Regions from separate parts of the Mus musculus genome. Here region 1 is linked to region 2. Evidence: chromatin contacts called from public Hi-C data. All regions are on one chromosome and are shown on one strand. Each heading gives the region's core, a stretch centred on a gene start, on an enhancer-like site or on the middle of the called end of the contact. The rest is flanking DNA. Distances are from core to core; before and after follow the strand shown. Region 1 has its middle 25 kb from the start of Gm52577. Region 2 overlaps Ralgapa2 (Ral GTPase activating protein, alpha subunit 2 (catalytic)).

The links. A called contact is a pair of places that touch in the nucleus more often than the background predicts.
Region 1: a contact with region 2 is called in a Hi-C map of liver, with 2.5 times the contacts expected there. The contact joins two enhancer-like sites. A contact is called at or near these places in 34 of 484 Hi-C or Micro-C datasets (3T3-L1-derived adipocytes, the AML12 cell line, the AtT-20 cell line and 22 more) and 4 of 115 datasets of contacts at active chromatin or transcription factors (all in embryonic stem cells).

The regions. Positions count from the first base shown.
Region 1 is chr2:146,597,581-146,604,069 of GRCm38.p6, forward strand. No RefSeq gene overlaps it. Among named protein-coding and RNA genes, the nearest start is that of Gm52577, 25 kb to the left of the region's middle. Within about 2 kb of position 2,156, at least 2 of the 459 cell types and tissues checked have an H3K27ac peak or open chromatin away from gene starts, as enhancers often do. A contact at or near this core is called in liver, where this site is marked.
Region 2 is chr2:146,468,932-146,475,763 of GRCm38.p6, forward strand. All of the region lies in intron 3 of Ralgapa2 (Ral GTPase activating protein, alpha subunit 2 (catalytic)), which reads right to left. Among named protein-coding and RNA genes, the nearest start is that of Ralgapa2, 40 kb to the right of the region's middle. Within about 2 kb of position 1,945, at least 14 of the 459 cell types and tissues checked have an H3K27ac peak or open chromatin away from gene starts, as enhancers often do. A contact at or near this core is called in liver, where this site is marked.

The sequences.
Region 1 (6,489 bases), core at 906-3,405, 130 kb after region 2:
TGAACATCTCATTGACAGAAACGTGGTTCCAGGTGAGTTAATGCCAGCATGCTAAGGATGACAAAACCCCAAGTCAGTTTGTCCACTACTCAAATTTAAGAGGCTTTGCAATCTGATTCAATGAGAGGACACCTGGGCTCAGGACATGGCCCAGTGGGTACTGCGCTTTCTTCACAAGCACAAGGAATTCATCTGGGATCCTCAGCATCCAGTTTAAGATGGGTGTGGCAGTGCGTTCCTGTACTTCCAGCACAGGGGAGGCGGAGTGAGAGAGTGAGTGGATCACTGGGGCCCGCTGGCCAGCCAATCTAACCAGTCTGCCCAATTGATGAGCTCTGGGTTCAAAGAGAAGCCCTGTCGCTAAATAAATAAATAAATAAATAAATAAATAAATAAATAAATAAATAAATAAATAAAGGCAGAAAGCAATAGAGGAAGACACCTCACAATTGACCTCTGGAGAATCTTGAGTTTGAAGTGAGTGGATCTAGGTTATATAACAAGACTCTATCACAAGCAAAAACAAAACAAAATAAAACAAAACAAAACAACAACAACAACAAAAAAAACAGAACTGGAATGTAAAGAACAGAGAAGAAAATTATTTCAGAAGGTATGGAACTAAGGAATTGAGCAGGAAGGCAACCCCTCAAAGTGGCAATACTTCAAATGTGTGTTTTCCCACCTTAGAAGCTGACAGTTAAAAAAATAAAAATAAAAAGCTAGAACTGCACACAAAGAAGAAATTTGAATCAGTCAAGAAGTTTGCTGCTAGTGCTAGTGCCAGTGATGGCTACACAGGATAACCCCTTCAGGTGGTTGTTGCTGCTTAGATGAACACAAACAAGAAGAACAGTGGGGACTTGTAACTGTGACATTAGGCAGAAGCCAAGAGGCAGGGGCTTTAAAACAGCCACAGGCTAAAAGGCAAACTGATGGCAGTGGATAGCTGTGCCTCCCTGGCCCAAAGCCTAAGAGTAAATTCTTCAATGAATGTGCTTAGCTATCTCCTACATCAAACACTCATCCAAGTGTGGGCTACACTGACCAGTCTTCAGCTGACTGAGCAGTTAAGCCAACGCTAATGGAATGCAGTTAGTTGTTTCCTCCTCAATTGGTCTGACAAGATGGAGGACAGATTTCAAGTCATCCTGGGCAGAATACAGTTTCATTCCAATCTCAATAAGAACCACGCCCAAGACTTGAAGCTTCTTTGCTCTCCTGACTTGATGGCCTTGTCCCTTCTTGCAAGGTGCATTATATTTTCCCCGTACCCGGGGATCATTAAAACCCCATTAACCTGTCTTCAGTGATTCATTTGGTTCTTTCTGTGAGAAGGTCCTCTAGGAGAGGTGTCCCTCACTCAGGCGATTCTCCGGTCACATAACGTTGCTTGTTTTCACACAACGCTGCTTGTTTTAAATATGTAACATGACATGGTAATGAGGCAACATGACTAAGGAATGCTGGCATCATTTTTCGTATTCAGCCTAGATGTTATCAGTTAACTGGACGGTTACCTCAAGTCTTGAAGTTGAGGGCAGGTATTTGTTAAAGCCACTCCATCCAGCAGCCTGGGGTTCCCAGCACTTGGAGGCTAAGGTACATGTTTGTTTCTGTGGCATCCTACTGCAGAGTTACAGTGCTCATTCCTCTCCAGCTGCTCTGCCACCTTCCCCCCTCTATACCGAACCACCTCCCTCCTCTACTCAGAACTCACCAATGATCCCTCACTGTTAATGATTTTGTTAGGGTCAGAACCTGGATTTTAGCAGCTGAACAAGCCAGGCTCTCTCTTCCCTGTCCTCCATATACCAATTAAACAAAGGTAATAACAAAAAGCAGAAAAAGGGAGATTTCCCACCACAACGTGTCCACATTGAAATGAGGAATAAAGAGGTCTAGTGACCCACAAGTTCAGCTTTCTGTCTACCACTGCACTGCTGTCCCTGCCTTCCACTTGCCTTCAACTGCAAGGCTACTGCCATCCATGTACCAGCTCGAACTCTCAGGCCAAGGCTGATCTGATCCTTCAGATCATTTCAAGCGTCAGTTTCTTCTGCCAGAATGTCAGCGCGGTGATGAGTAGGTGAAGTCTCAGGCAGTAGGGTAGCGAGATTGAGGACAGCAGGGTGAGCGAAGGCCACTCGTTCAGTCAACAAAAAGCTCTGATAATGTGTCCATCGGTCAGGGGAATGGTTGGATAAAGTTTTCAAGAGTGTTAGTCAGCCATCGGTCAGTGGGGCTGAGAGACCACACTTTCTAGGTCATGCACCAAGTTTTGTCTCAGAGTCAATTTATCTGCGTCCTTCACCAGAAGCCACTATGTTCAGACAAGCAGGCCATCTTACAGTCACAGGTCTAATTTCTTACAAGTATGCCACAGTTCTTTTCCAGGGCCCCAATATCTGAGTAAGAACCTCTTTGGCAATACCTTTGTTCTCAGTCACATCTAGGAGGCCCAAAGCTGGGGACGACATTAGGGCAGTCTTGATGGCATAGGGCTGTTTATCTCTTTAATTCAGCAAAACCTGGAATCCACAGTCTTCAAAAGCCCGCAGTGCCCAGGAACTTTTCTAACTTGTTTTGCACTGGTCGGTGGGGGAATATGAAACACAGTCTCTTTTCTAGCTGCTTCGACAAGTAGGCCACTGGCCTCTTCCAAGGACTCGGCTTCTGTGTTAGCACCCCTTTTGCTAGCCTTTTACTTTTAGCCACGAACTGTGACGGGTTTGGTCATGGAGGGGAGGGCCACTCCCACAGCCTCCTCTATGTCCCCTTCAGCAGCCACAACATCCAGGGCCACTGACTTCTCAGGGACCACCCCTCTTTTGCTCCGGGTTTCCCGAGCTCATTTCTCCCTAGGCTCTAGGTCCATGGGTGGGACCACTGTGACCCGCTGGCTGCTTCCTGGAGTTGGAGTGGGAGGCAGGGCAGCTGAGGATCTGAAAGGAAGTGGTCAGCATAGGGATCTGACAGGATTCTTAGGTTTATTCCAGAGGGCATAACTCAAAAACAGTTGTCAGTTGTTAGTCCAAGTCTGAACACAAAGAGACACACAAGACACACATAGAAACCGTTTTCAGGCAACCACCATAGAATCACAGTACCACAGAAATGACAAATACAAGCAAGACCAATACAGGGTGTCTTACACGTGATTTCCAGAGAAGCCTGACACTATCTGTTCCAGGCATATACTGAACCCTAGGTGCTGGGTTGAGAAGGACTGTTTCAAATCTAACTTCCCAGCTTGACACCAGAGCATCCTCCAGCGTTGTGGCCTGCAACGTTTTGACATGTCTCACTGTCACTGCAACCAACCCAAATGGACCTCTCCGTGGGAAGGCCCCCAGAACCTGAGACCGGCCTAAAACCAAACCAAGATAATCAGTCAATCCCTTGGAACCAAAACCATACCTGAAACCAGACAAACCAAAAGCAAAACAGAATCAGAAGGTGGTCTAATGGAGGACACACAAGTGAACAAGACAGACAGACAGACACCCAGACATACAGTCAGTCAGGCAGGCAGGGAGGGATTCCAATTTATCTCCTATGTACAGTGTCTGTGTCCCATGATGAAAACCACAAACAAAAACAAGACAGCAACAGAGGAAAAAAAAGACACCAATATATCTAAGCACACTCATCCATGCCTGGACTTATACAATCAGCCAAACACGACTTCCTGACAGGGGTCAGATTCCACATGACTTCCTTCCTGACTGGGGGGTTGGGGGGGGGAGGACTCTGCTTCCACCCCCTTCCACCCGTGGAATGTCTTCCAGGGTTGCAGCCTGTAGGGCCTTAGGACGTCTTCCTCCCGCAGCCACTAGATCCTCCCGGTCCACAGTGGCAGCTACCAGAATACAGAATACCAGAACTAGGAACCCAGGCGGGACTCGAACCCACAATCCCAGAACTGAAAAACCAAGACACAAATTCAGCGGTGCCACACTTAGACACTTAGACAACAGACAACATACAAGACTCACACAAACAAACGTACCTCCAAGGGGTCTTTCGGGGTTCCTGGGTGTCACGCAGATCTCGGTGGAACCTCCAAATGATAGAACCTAGTGGGGAAACCCCCCACTCAATTCCCAATCCAGCGTGCACCCAAAGAATCACGAATAGACCGTCTTGATGTAATTACACGAGGTAGTTTAATGACGGAGCTCTGGACTGACGTGTATCCCACACAGGAGATAACGGATGTCAACCATGAGGCTCAAAAGCTAGGGGTTTTTATGGGGTAAAGGGCTTAGGGGTGGGGAATTCAGCATAGCGACACACTATTGGCTTATTCAATCATCAGCAGAAAAATTACATGTACGTGCAAGGTGTCAGAGTTCTGTGAGTTGTTGACTCAGTTCAGATAGCCCTGTTATGTCCTCATATTCCTCTTTATCTTTATGGTCAAGCTGCCCCCAGGAATGCTTTAACTACGGGGCATACATGGGTTTATTTTTCTTTTTTTCTCAGCCCCGGGCAGCCTCTAGGCTCACAAACAACCAGCAATTTCTGAGTCTTTTATATGACTTACAGGTCTTGAAATTTCATCTTTCTTTCAGTCAGCTTGTTAGAATGGTGTAAAATCTCCTTCTGGGAGACAAGACCCTGCTCTGGTTGGCAGCAGGCTTCAGGATTTTCCTTCTACCAGCATGTAGCTCTGGGGGATGTTCCAATTTGTTGGTGGCCATTGTTTCAACAGTTCAGTAGCCAAATGGTGGGGCACAAGTTGTTATAACCCCTTCATTCTTGCTGAGGCTGTTACACCATGACCTAAAAAAAAATCTGCATTTCTTAAAATGAAGAATTGAGACTTCTCAACATGCCTACCAACCATCCACTCTTCATTTCTACCTTAGAACATTTTTCCCCCCTCAATTAAAAGATAGCTGCTATGGTTCACCCTCCCTCCTTCTCTCTCTCAGACAGTCTCACTGTACAACTCCACTATCCTGTAACTCACTGTGTAGACTGGGTTAGCATGTGATGGCTAATCCTGGTTAACTTGACACACTTGGGAAGAGGAAACCACCACAACCAATAATAATAATAATAATAATAATAATAATAATAATAATAAATGTATATGGGGAAATTTCTTGGTTGTTACTTGATACAGGAGGACCCAGCTCACTGTGGATGAGTCCCTGGGAAAGTGAGTCTGGGATGTATAAGAAGGGTATCTGAGCAAACCAGGGGAAGCAGTGTACAGTATTCCTCCATGGTCTCTGCTTTAGTCCCTGCCTTGGCTTCACTTGGACTATAACCCACAAGCTGAATTAAGCTCTTTCCTCCCGAAATTGCTTTTGGGTAGGGGTGTCATATGGTGTTTATCATAGCAACAGATGAACTGGAAAAACAGCTTCCTTTGCAACCACAAGTATTAAGCAGGATTCATTATTGAAAAAAAAAAATCAACAAACTTTCTCTGAACCCTGTCTTAGTTAGGGTTTCTGTTGCTGCAATAAAACACCATGACCAAAATGCAAGCTGGGCAGCAAAGGGTTTATTTGACTTACACTTTTCATATCACTGTTCATAATCAAAGGAAGTCAGGACAGGACATTAAATAGGGCAGGGACTGGGAGGCAGGAGCTAATGAAGAAACCATGGAGGGATGCTCCCTGCTTCCCCTGGCTTGCTCAGCCTGATGTCTCATAGAACCCAGGACTACCAGCCCAGGAATGGAACTGCTCACTATGGGTTGGGCCCTCCCCTGTCAATCACTGATTAAAATGCGCTACCTCTGGATTTTATGGAGGTATTTTCTCAATTGGGGTTCTGACCTTCCAGATAACTCTAGCTTGTGTTAAGACTAGCCAGCACCCCCCACCCCCATTCTCTCAAAACAGAGTTTATTGGCTTGGTTTGCACCATACTGGGGTGGACCATTTATCAATGGCCATCTGCTTGCTGGGAGGTAGAAAACCAGGCAGGAAGCCTTAGAAGCCCCAGTTGGATGCTGGAGGCTTGGAAGCTCTCTGGTGAGAGTCCACATGGCATGGCTGCAGAGGCTGAGCGTGGTGATGTGTGTGGCAATGGCAGAAGCCACAGATGTCCTCACTCATGAAGAGTGGAAGTTGTACACCCTAGCTCACTTTCCCTTCTTCTATTCTTCCCATGTCTCCAACTTACTGGAAGATGCTGCCTGTACTCACTCAGTCAGGCAGGTCTTCCTACTCTCTCCAGCTCCCGAGTGACATATTATTCTCTTTGGAAACTGTGGGGACTAGACAATATGAATTCAGCAATCTAGGTCAGGGATTTGATAACCCCATTTCCATTAAATAGTGGTACTTCATCCAAAAATGTTTCAAAAGACTCACTCCATTTCTCTGTTCAAAAGACTCACTCCATTTCTCTGCTTCCTATTTACCAAGTGATGGGAAGGAGTTCATTAAGATTAAAGAACCAGTATTTCTCACAATCATCTGTAACTTCAGTTTCAGAGGCTGCAGTGCACTCTTTTGGCCT
Region 2 (6,832 bases), core at 695-3,194:
AGAAAACAAAGGGTGAGCCTACAAGAGAAGGGCATTTCAGGAAGATTAAACAGTGTCCACCCCACCCCCAGAAAGCTTTTCTGCTGCTCTGAGGACTTCCAAAGGTTGCCAATAGGGACAAGAATAAGACAGGAATGAGGAGGCAGAGACCAGATGAAGAGGGCCCTTGAGAGAGTGCTGGGAGTGCAACAGCCCAGATGGCAATGGGAACCAGCACTGCATTGCAGGAGAGCACTGGAGAGGCTGAGGGAGAGAGCAGAGGACTGATGCCTATAGACTAGTTGGTTAGATACTCCTCTGCCGGATGGAGCATGAGATGTGCAGAACCACAGACAAAACAGGAAAGCATTCCCATTACGCACTAACACATAAACTTTCAAACATTTGAAGCCTTGGAAGCAGAAACATGATACATTTTATAAGTTTATCTTTTCACTTGCACATCATATTCAGGTCTAACCCTCTCTAAGAAAACACCTCACTAGGATGTCTCATAGACTCTCAACTTTGTAGCATAAAATTCTGCCATAAGAGGTGAGCTTTGCCCTGAAGAAAGGTCAGCTCTAAGAAGTCGTCTTTGTACACATGAAACTCACATAAAAGGTGTCAGTCACGCCCTTTAGTTAGTCTCCAATTCACGCAAGCTTCTGGTTTTTGGCTAAAATCTATATGTCTTTCATCCTCTTCTATTTTGTACTAGCATATCTAATTGGCTCTCCTTTCCATATCGTTCTTTTATTTAAAAAAAAATTCACTTTGAGAGAATCTGCATAGGGAAGGAGACAGAAACAGCAGAGCATGCATGCAATGCTTGGTTGCTGCCACCTCAGAAACTTAAGATTGAAATGACACTAGATGTACTACAGACCTGTAGGCTATTGTGGGACTGGCCACACTGTCATCAGTAAATGTCCCTGCTCTAAGGATTAGCTGCAGGGAAGGAAGGCTTCAAGCTAGCTCTTTCCTTCCTACCCAGTGTCACTTGCACAAACACTAGATGTCGCTCTCTAACAGCTACTGTGTTATAAACCACACAAAACAAGCCAGCGAAAACACACAAAACAGCAAGCACCTGTACAGCTCTCTTCTAAGCGAATATTTTTTAAAAAGAAACCAATTCATACAAACTAGGTCTCTACATTATTGTGAGAACATTGTAAAAGGAGAAGACGTGCTCTGTTCGACCATAACACCACCTGCTAACTTGTTATTGTGAATGGCCTGCCATTAAGTCTTGATGTGCGCTCTCTTCTATTATCTCGAAAGGATTCGTGTGTACATTTCCTATCTCTCGTCTACGTGATCTTCTTTGAGGGTGTCAGTTACCACAGGTCAGTTGCTACCACGATGGGGTGGGTAAGGCACCTTGCTAAGGCAGATAATCAATCACAAGAATGTAATTTCAGACTTCCACAAACGTCTTGTCTCCAGGTTCCCTTCCTCCAAGGTGAACTGAGTAATTCAGTACACTCTGTTGGGCCAATCCCAAGTTTCTCACCTCGAGATCCCAAATCATAAGAGAGGCTGCAGTCCTGCAGTGTGGCAGTTAACTTATCCACTGAAAACAAATACCTTCACCTCAGACCTTGGTCCTCTAATTCAAACTATTAATATAGCACAATAGAATAAGCAAATTATGTCCAAAATAAGCTAAACATTTATATCTTTTCTATCTTCCAGTTTGTTCAGTTCACAAACAAAAACAGACATCAGAATAACTATGATAAGAGAGAGAGAGAGAGACCTGAATCCTATGTTTTAACATGCCCCTTAGTATTTACTGGATTTAGTATCCAGTAAATGCATGCACCAAGAAGAGATAGTAATAAAATCAACAATCAAGCTAGGGGTGGCACTCAAATCCAAAGCAGTGTCAGAGGAATGAAAGCCAGACTTTGGTTTCACCCTACTTGCAGAGCTCCTAACACAGTGCTGGGACAAGCCATGTGACCGATTTCAGGAAAGAAGTTGAAAGTCTCTTTTCCTTACTTGGAGAAATCATGAGAAGCTAAACTCATTCTCTCTACAAAGCTCACCTGAGCATTGAGGAAGAAACCCACCATGGAAATCTGCTAAAGTGACATGTAAAACCTACTGCAGCCCTAGGCTCACCAGCGGTCATACAATAACTCCTGAACACAGCTGTGGGCAAGGCTTTGCAAATGAACGCCCTGGCTCTGATCCAGCATCCCCACAATCTTTGGGGAGGGAAGATAACGTACTTATGCCACCCTGCGTACTGAGGGAAATGCAGACACCCGTGCCTGTGGTTATTCATGCCCTTCATCTGTGTGCCCTTCATCTGTGTGCCTTTCAAAAGGCCCAGGCATCACCTGTACCCACTGTGCAGCTCACCTGCTGCAATTTACCTCTCACTTCAGTGCTTCCCAGACCACCAAAGAAGGGACAGAGAAGAGACATAATGACCTATCCTGGAACGAGGAATTCATGTCCTTTAGCTTGGAGGCGGGGGTAAAGGATGAGTCTATAAGGTGTGGTGGAGAGACACGGGACCAAGTAATTTGATTTACTGCTATATTAATGGCATTTTCATCCCAAAGCATGAATACAAAAGAATGAAATTTGCATGACTTTTCAATTTTATATTTCCAAAAAGCTGCTTTGAAGCCATGTTTCCTTGCTCCATGGAAGTCAAGCAATGCTGAGGCCACAGCCATAGCACCTTGGGACTATTAAGAAGCCTAGGAAATCTACTACAGTAAAACCCTAATTCTTGGAAGTCTCCAATCCCATAAGGACAGACCTACAGTAAAGTGAAAATCTAACCCTGTGTTTAACAAAGAGGAATGACCTTTCAGGTGTAGTAGCCTGGAAACTCCATAGCTTCTCCACTATACATGGTATATATACATACATACATAAAATAAGTAATTTTAAAAGGCTAACCAGAGTTCAAACATTTAAAAAAAATTGTAGACACTTCAAACAAAGCTGCAGTTACAGTTTTGAGGGTTAACAGACCTGTAAGTGACTTCTAGGCTCACTAGTCCTACCCCCTGATTTCTAGGCCTGGAAGCCAAAGCAAAGAAGGTAGGTACCTCTATCAAAATCATCAGCTTAATGCTGTCAAAGCCGATCTAGACCCAGACATATCTGAGCCTTGTCTCTTCCATCTAGCTTGTTCTAGGTGGGGGAAAATGCTATTAACACAAAAGTACCAAATAACTACAATGAACAGAGGTTGAGAATTTAAGAGACTTTAATTCAACAATAAATATTAGCAAGTACAAAGTAATGACTGCTAGGCTGAGGAATTTTATGGCCTCATTAAGAGGCTAAGGCATAGCCACATTAAGGAATAACACACACACTATGGTTTATTACACAAGTTCACTAGAAGAATAAGCATTCCCCATCCCTCATCCCAGCAACACTTACCAGAATTTATTCAGTGAGTTTGAGCAGTAAAAGAGTGGTGGTAAGAAAAGGGTTAAAGCCCCTGCAAAGAAAGGCACATGGCTTAACAGGCAGAGAAGAAACACACCTGGCAAAGTGGCCTGGAACTGAGGGAGTTGCTCTCCAGAGGAGGACTCCCCTGGGGAGAGGGAAGGACAGACCAGCTGAGCCTCATTTTACAGACTAGAAAGAGCATTTGGGTGTCTAGAAGGATAATGGCAAGATTTAAATAGTATAATCTGGGAAATAATTTTGATAAAATTTAGAATAAGGATTCTGAAAATCAAGTGTGTTTAGCCATAATTTCAGACTCTGTGATGTCTGTGAGTTTGGCAGGGAGAGTGTATACAAGTTCAATGACAGCACACACAGGCTCTGTAAATGAAACCTCTTCTCTGTGTGTTTTAATCAGGTATAGGTGAGTGAAGAAATTTCTTGCTATCAAATTTTAAGTTTTCTTATTTCTTGACAATAGGCTTCTTCTAAACCATACAACTTCTCTGCTGGAAAGGGATGGCATTCAAGGTAGCAGACTGCTCTTCTATTAGGGTAGTTTCTTATTTTCTATATTCTTGGTGGTCTGACATCTATGGCCTTTCTAAAGGGAAGAACTGGCCCTCCTTGGGTTAGCTAATTCTTCTAGAAAGGGCCTAAGACCAACTAATTCCAAATTCTTTCTTGTGCTCTCCAAATCTTGAGCCTCCTGAATCACTCGGATATGAACAACCAGCCTAGAGTCAGCTCAAATGGTTCAACTCTATAACCCTAAATTCAGCTTAGTATACTTGTCTTGACCATTTTTTTAAACATAATAAAGACTCCTGCCCTCAATTTTCTCTGTACCTGCTGATTTCACCTCTGGGTGACCTCTAAGACCCTCTGTGACATGTCTCCAGCTTTAAGGCAAGAACAAGTATAATTAAAACCTCTCCTTCATTGCAGTCATTTTCCTATCAGGGTGCCTGATCACACCTAATTAACAAATCTTAGGTATCACTAAAATAACCTCCTGGGGGCTGCATCTAGGTGGTTCTCAAGAGAAGACAATATGAGCTTGAGGCCCAGTCTTCAGGTTCCTCAGCCAGTTAAACATCCCCTCATTCCACTGTACAAGTAACTACCACAGAGTTAAGAACACAAGTGTAAATTCTATGAGTTACTACCTGATAAATGTGCAATTTGTGAAAGGTCGCCTAACTCCACAGACCTCCCCACCTGTCTTCTATAAAAGCTGAGAAATGAAGGTGGAGAGATGGCTCAGCAACTAAGAATGCATACTGTTCTTGAAGACCTGAGTTCAGTTCTTAGTACCCACATCTAGTAAAAGTTCCAGAAGATCTGATGGGCTCTTCTGGCCTTCACAGGTACTACAGTCACATGCATGAACCCACACAGACTCATATACACATATGCACACACATATGCATACATAATTAAAAATAAAATCTTTAAAAACTGAGACATACAGAGAATGTAGCTCAGACGTCAAAGCCGTACATATGACCACCACCAACATAACCACCAACGCAAAAAAAACAAACCTAGAAAGACGTCATCTATTTCAGAAGGGTTAAACAGGACGGCCCTTGTGAAATAGATTCTGGTCAATGTCAGATAGCATTTAATTCATGTTCTGAGATCCTACATCTAGAAATATCTGGCAATGATACATAAATGTTTTTAAAAGAATAAAAATCTAGGCATAACCACAATAACAATGAAACAAATTGTAAAGAAGAAGAATGAGAAGCATCCCCATGAAGCAAGAGGAGCAGGCATCCTAAGTGATACTACAAGTAGACGGAGCCAGGTCACCTTCCAGAGGTTCATGTGCTCCCACCAGGGGTAAAGACAAACAGATCTCATCTCTGTACAACCCTCCACACCCTGAAACTTACGACCTGCCCATCACTCACTCACCAGAACACTGTACTGTCTGGCAGTCTGCTACACTGTAAAACTACTGTTCCTACTTCCAAAGCTGCCCTCGCACTTTGTCCCTTACTAAGGTAAGATGTAGCTCTCTTACACAGTCTTGCTCCATGCCTCTCTAACTCTCTTAATTATCCACCTTCTTCCAATCCAATTCTTATTTATAGAATATCCTTGTGCAGGGTCACTTCTGTAATTTACCATCCTAATAACTCTACCTCTTCTAAGGGAAGCCTTTCTCAATTATTTACATTGTTGAGTATTCACCTCAGAACTCTCATAAACCACTTCTAATATAGAAAGCAGCGATGAAGTTGCTTAGTGCCCAGAATGAACCATACAAATTACAACCTAACTTGTAAAGCTAGAGCTGAGCATAGAACATAAACAAAAGAAATGCAAGTTCATCATTCACTCATATTTACTATGCAAAGGGAAAGCTTTATGGAGCTTTGAATAACATATATTTGTTCTTCTATATAAGCAACTGACTCTGTAAATAGCAATGTATCACTAAGAGCTCCCTCCCTTGTGCAGAGTTTCTAGACAAGAAGGAAGGCATCAGACTTCCTTTGTGGGAAGGTGAGGACTCGGGCTTCTGAAGGCTTCCCACGTGTGAGACAACTAGTTCCAAGAGAAACAAGAACACATATTACTCTTAAATCATTGCATGGTTTTGAGGACTCAGAAACAAACAAACAAACAAAAAAAGGTAAGAGATGAGACAGAAACAAAACAAAACAAACAAACAAACAAACAAACAAACGGAAAGGACATGGGGGTAGAGGAATGATCTGTAATCTTCAAGCAAGGAAGACTGCTGGAGCCAAAGAGCTAAGTCCCATGCCAGCACTAGAATGGACAGACATCTGGTCCCTCCAGCCCCTGAGCTCTACCCTCAGGAAGTTGTGGGCATTCATCCTGAGGCCCCATTAGTAATCCTCAAAGGAAGACAAAGTAGTTCTAAATGAGACCACTCCCAAAGTCCTGTCCATAGCTGAAACAAATCCATCTAAAAACAAAGACTTAACAAAACTTTCATCTGTGTGATTCATATTGATCTCACAACATATGCAAGAAGCCTCTGGTTGGAAAAGATTTATACTACTAAAGGCTTCATGTATTAGAATTACCAGAAATAGAATACAAAACACCCAGCATGGAGGAGGGGAAGTGGGCACCAACTCCCACTTATAACCAAGAAGCATATTTGCAATTGATAGTTGCAAGAAGGAAAATCAGTTTTCTTCACTCAACCACACTCCAGAACAGGCCTAACACTCAGGAGTAGCAGGCCAATACAAAACAGACTCCACGATTGTTGGGATTCTGTTGTTCTTTGGGGAGGAATGGGGGTACCTTTTTTTTTTCTTAAAGAAAGAGAAAACATGACGTTGATTAGATAGGGAGAGAGGTGGGTCTGGAAGGAGTTAAGGGAAGAGAAAGAATGGAATCAAAATACAGTATATACAAACTCCTAAGA